Linked DNA regions of Pan troglodytes: region 1 is linked to region 2. The links are chromatin contacts, called in public HiChIP or PLAC-seq maps. All regions are on one chromosome and are shown on one strand. Each heading gives the region's core, a stretch centred on a gene start, on an enhancer-like site or on the middle of the called end of the contact. The rest is flanking DNA. Distances are from core to core; before and after follow the strand shown. Region 1 holds the start of MRTFA (myocardin related transcription factor A). Region 2 holds the start of RPS19BP1 (ribosomal protein S19 binding protein 1).

Evidence for each region. HiChIP or PLAC-seq counts read pairs in DNA pulled down with a chosen protein or histone mark.
Region 1: an H3K4me3 HiChIP or PLAC-seq map of stem cell-derived excitatory neurons shows a contact between it and region 2, with 12 times the contacts expected there. The contact joins the promoter of MRTFA here to the promoter of RPS19BP1 in region 2. A contact is called at or near these places in 1 of 7 Hi-C or Micro-C datasets (stem cell-derived neural progenitor cells) and 1 of 1 datasets of contacts at active chromatin or transcription factors (stem cell-derived excitatory neurons).

The regions. Positions count from the first base shown.
Region 1 is chr23:42,630,674-42,633,373 of NHGRI_mPanTro3-v2.0_pri, forward strand. It overlaps MRTFA (myocardin related transcription factor A), which reads right to left and starts at 1,400. Exons shown (of 14, transcript XM_016939226.4): 1 at 1,134-1,400.
Region 2 is chr23:41,529,589-41,532,288 of NHGRI_mPanTro3-v2.0_pri, forward strand. RPS19BP1 (ribosomal protein S19 binding protein 1) reads right to left here and starts at 1,383. Exons shown (of 4, transcript XM_515142.6): 1 at 1,205-1,383; 2 at 913-1,041. The coding sequence starts at 1,256.

The DNA of each region.
Region 1 (2,700 bases), core at 150-2,649, 1.1 Mb after region 2:
GGCTTCGGCTTGATGTAGAAAGGACCCTGAAAAGATCTCAAAAACTTGCAACTCGGGGACATTCCAGACGTCTTATGAGTTTAAAACTATGCAAAAACATATGAAGCATGGGGTAATTCCATTATTATATTTAAGTGATGTATTCCACATTCCTGTATATACACACACTTCATGCCAAACAGAGGCTGGCAAGCAGTTAACCATTCAACTGCCCTTTCGTTATGCTGCATAACAGGGAGACAACAGAGAGAAATCTTGACAATGCCTAGCTGGGCTAGTGCTTAAAGGCACACAGGCAAACCAGGCATTCTCAACATCCCAAAAGCAAACATTTCTTGGGCCCTTACTATGGGCCAAGCACTGTGTCAAACGCTTCACGTGAATTATTTCATTCGACACTTACAACAAACAGCTGTATGCGATTGGTGCTATTATCCTCATTTTTCAGACGAGGAAACCAAGGCACAAGATTACACAGCTAGCAAGTGGCAGGTTTGGGAGTCGACTCAAAAGGTCCAGCCCTAGGCACTATGGAGTATCAAAGGTACCCGAAGCGGGGAGGGTGGACTGCAATCAGCGTCCTGACAGACGCTTTCTTAGGAGGTAAAGTTCTTGGCCATCAAGTTTCAGATTTGCAGAGCCCTGTACACCTGGCAGCATTCAGGTTTGCTATACTGGCACCAACAAGTCCAGCTGAGCCTCCTTGCCTGGGAATCCCAAGGACTGCACTTGGATCCTGAAGGTCTGCACAAGACCCCAGAGAAAGCGGCCGACACCCCATCCCTGCAATCAAAACACATCCCGGGAGAAGCGAGGGCGAGGACCTCCGTGCCTCCCCGCCCCGCGCAGCACAGCCCTGCCAGGCAGTGCACAGGTGCACGACCGCGCCCGCCCGGCCCGGCCCCGGCCCCGGCCCCGGCCCGGGTCCCAGCCCCGGCACAGTGACCGCCGCTCTGCGACTCTGGCCCCGAGGGCAGGGGCAGAAGGCCGGCGAGAAGAGGGCCGGGGACGCGAGGGCCGCCTCGCCCGACCCCCCCGAGGACGCGCGCAGCAGGGTCGGGGGGGAAAAAGGATGCTCCAGGCGGGGCGAGGCCGCGGTGGGGGAGGGGTCCCCAACCCGGACTCTCACTCACCGCCTCGCGCGGCTCCCGGCCGGGTTCCGCGGCTCGCCCCACTCCGGCTCTAGCCGCCCGCGTCTCCTCTCGAGGCTCACTGTCCAGCCCGGGCGCACGGAGCTGAGAAGTCGCCGCCAGCGGAGGGCGTGTGGCCAGCGGCAACCGAGAGGGTGGGAAAGATGGGACCGTCGCTCTCGCCGCCGCGGCCACCACAGACACTGCCGCCGCCGGCTCCTCTCAGCCACGGAAGCTGCGGGCCCGCCCACCACGCCCGCCTCCCGTCCTGAAGACTGTCCGCTGGAGAAGTGACGGCGGCGCTAGCCAATCAGAGGCCTGATCGGGTCGTGATCTGCGGACTAAGGGGCGGGCGGAGAAGGAAGCGGCATGAAGAAGGCGAAGACGGCGGCCTGACTTCCTGTGACTGACGGCACGGCGCAGCCAATGGGCAACGGGGAGATGACCTCATCTCTGAGGAAAGTCTGGAACTGGCTGAGCTGCGGCGAGGGGGTTGGCGACGAGCCGGGGGCGGAGCGCTGGGCCTTAAAGAGGCCGCAGCCCTGTGGTCACCCTGTGAAGGGAAGGGCGGTGGACCCTGCCGGATCTTGCCAAGTTGCCAAGGGGTCAATGCCCAGGCGCGAGTAATTACTGCATTAATCCCAGACCCCATCCCGATTCTTGTCGGGGACTGAAGGGTCTCCGCCTGGGGCTCCGAAGTCGATCATTTCACATTCACGCTTCCCAAAACCAGACACAATAAATTCCGCTCTGGCCTGGAGCCTTGAATTCCCGTTACGGTCCCGCCCCGCCGAGGCCCCTCGCCTTGTTTCTCTGAGTCAGTTTCCCCAACGGTGAAAGGGAGGACACTGACACCTGCCTGCCCCTCCCTATCTGCCGAGGCCGTGGAGCTCAGCAGCAGCGAAAGCGCTCTGGGCTTAGAAGAGGAAAAGGGCTGCGTGAGCCCAAGAGCTTGCATCGGAAGACTCCAGGAAGAGCATCTGCAAAAGAGAGGATTCCACGGGATGACCCCCGACAACTCTTGGAATTCTAAAATCCTATACCCTTGCCCGCACCCATTCGTGTAGTGAAGGGGCGCGCGTTAGGCGCAGAGGCCACACGCTCCGCAAGTGAACCCGGGCACCTCTCTGAACCTATTCCGGGCTGAGGGCGGGGAGCGGGTGGCTGCCCGATTTAAAAACATGTATATGTATATGTATGTGTATGTGTATGTGCATGTGCATATGCATATGTATATGTATATGTATTATGAGTGAAGTCCATGACTGCAACAGGGAGAAAGGAGAAAGGCAAAAGGGGAGAGAGCAACAAGGTAAGCCAGGCCCACTGTGATGACAGCCGCGGTCATGCAGGCCCTTCGTATCCGCCTTCCTCCCCAGCAATGGGAGAGAGCCCAGAAAAGGAGAAATAACCCCAACTCGATGGGGTGGAAAAGGGGGAGGCGCTTTCCGGAAGGCGTCCGGGATGGGGTCACCAGAGTCAGAGGAAGGAGTAACAGTAGATAGAAGAAGAAGGGGTCAGGGGCGTTCTTCTAGGTTTGGGGCGGACCCGCGTGAAGATGCAAAGACTG
Region 2 (2,700 bases), core at 133-2,632:
AAAGTCTTTATGTCTATTAAGTGACACTACGTCCCCCAAGAAACTAGGCTCCACCTTCACAGCCAATTCACCACTAAAACCCCTCTAAAGGCTGAAATTCTCTGCTGCCCCCTCTTCAACATATTTTCCACCTGCACAATTCTCTTGTTATCTCTGCTGCTATAGCCACTGCCCAGGCCACAGCATGTCCTATTTCAATGGAGTAGGTAATAGCAGCACTCTGGAGACACAATGCCTGGGCAGCCACAATGCCTGTACCACCTGGGCAGGTGCCTTTTTCTGAATCTGTAAAACGGGGGTGATAGTAGTATCGACCTCAAAGGGCTGCTGTAAGGATCAAACGAGCTTACATTTGTACAGCACTTAGAATCAGCACCTGGTACAGAGTGTTAGTGAATGTGTTTAAATGCTCCATCTTTGATCCTCATTCACTAGGTCACCTTTACCAGCCTTTATTTTTTCAAATTCTCAAAGGCAACAACCTCCTTTCTGACTCAGGACCTTTGCACATACTATTCTTCCTAGAATATTCTCCTACTTTTCACCTAGCTCACTCTTATACATCCTTCAGCTCTCGGCTGAAATGTCGCTTCCTCAGAGAAGGCTGACTTGGCCTAAGTCCCCATCAGAGTACCGTAGTCTTTTAATTCATAGGCTTCAATGCACTTAGCAATGACACACTGGGTTTGATATTCTTTGATGCTTCTCTCCCCACTAGGGCCGTAGTCCACGAGGACCAGGACGGTGGCGTGTTCTGTCACCTTCGTATGTCCAGGGCCCCGCTCCGCGCCTGGCACACAGTAGGTCTAGCAATACCGGGCGAACGCTTCAAGCCCTGCCTCAAGCGCCACCTCCTCTGGGGCGCAGGTCCCAGCACCGGAGGCAGCACTTTCAGCCCCTTCCCGAACTTACCCAGTGCCGACTTGGGCACCTTTCCCTTGGCCGAGTTCCGCAGTTTCTGGGCCTGAATTGCCTTCGTCTTCCGGGGCCGTTTCACCGGAGCCCCTCTCGGCTTGGCCTGACCTGGAGGGTCCCGGGGGGCTGTAGGGGAAGAGAGAGGAAGAGACCCAGGTCAGAGGGCGCGCAGCGTTCCCATGCCACTGGGGCTAAGCCCGGCCTGGATTGTTTTCCATCCAGGGCTCCCGCCCACAGCCACTGCCATCCTCCTGCCCGCGCCGGACGTCCCCTGGCCAGCCCTCCTCACCCTCGGACGCCGCCAGCAGCTCCAGGCCACGCCGCAGCAGGGCGGCGGACATGGCGGCGCTTGGCTCCGCCCACGAGCCTCACACTACTTCCGACCTGGCAGTCCCTGTCGTCTCGGTGGAAACCCGAGCCCGAACAGAGGGTTCCGGAGGGGGATGGGCGGAAGTGCCCATCTTTCTTAGGACGCATGCGTTAGGGGTTTACACTTGAGCGGAAGAAGGGGCGGAAACTGGAGGCGGGTCCAAGGCGCAGAAAGACACATGTGTTATTCAATCCCAATCTACCTGGCTCCTGGCGCTCAGTCCCCTCCTTCCCCGGAAGTCGTCCGCAACCTGCTCCGCCGGGTTGGCCAATCCTCTCGGGTCTCGTGGCTCCGTGGCGGGCTAGGATGGGGACAGGGCGGAGTGTTTTTCATATACTTCAACCAGCACTAGGTATCGCACAGGTTGAGTGCGGCATGAGAATCCAGTTGTCTTCCCTTAAGCCAGACATTAAAGACATATCTTTGTTTTGAAAACTACAATTATTTCTCATAAAATACGTTATGTTACCAAGCAATGGGTTTATTGTCATTTTAAGTGAATTAATGAATATGTAAAATTTTTGTTTTAGTTTCTAGTATGACAAATATCAGTTGCCTACATACAAAAGTTCTTTGGGATCCTGAATTTTTTAAAATTTATTTTATTTAATTAAATTAAATTTTTTTTTGAGACGGAATCTCGCTCTGTCGCCCAGGCTGGAGTGCAGCGATCTCGGCTCACTGCAACTTCCGCCTCCCGGGTTCAAGCGATTGTTTTGCCTTAGCCTCCCGAGTAACTGAGATTACAGACGCCCGCCACCACGGCCGGCTAATTTTCTTTTTAAAAAATTTTTAGTAGAGACGGGGTTTTGCCATGTTGGCCAGGCTGGTCTTGAACTCCGGACCTCAAGTGATCCGCCCACCTCAGCCTCCCAAAGTGCTGGGATTACAGGAGTGAGGGGATTCTGAAGTTTTAAATGTAAGAAGCTTCTTAGACCAAAACATTTGAGCCCCTCTGGCCTAGAAGTGACACTGCTTACCTGGGGGAGGAGCCCTGGGCTTGTTCGCTGCTCCATCTGCAGCTGGCAGCCCAGCACCTGGCATGGAGAAGACACGCAATAAGTGAACGGTGAATCAGAAGGGACCACTGGGTTCACTCAGCCGGGTTCTGAGGGCCTTCTGTGTACTTGACACCACAGAGTGTGGGACCTGGAGTTCGTCCTCCGGGATAGACCACACCGTTTAAGCTCCATCGGCTAGATAGTAATAATAACAACCAACACAAACTCAAGCATTTGTGCTGTTCTACGTGCTTTACATTTGTTAACTTGTTTATCCCCCCTACCCTTCCAGGTAGGAATTGTCTTTTGCATTTTACAGACGAGGAAACAAACACAGAGAGGCGAAGGTCACACGGGTGGAGTCAGGGGTGGGAGTTAAGACTGGCAGCCTGGCCGCAGGATTTGTGGGGGCGC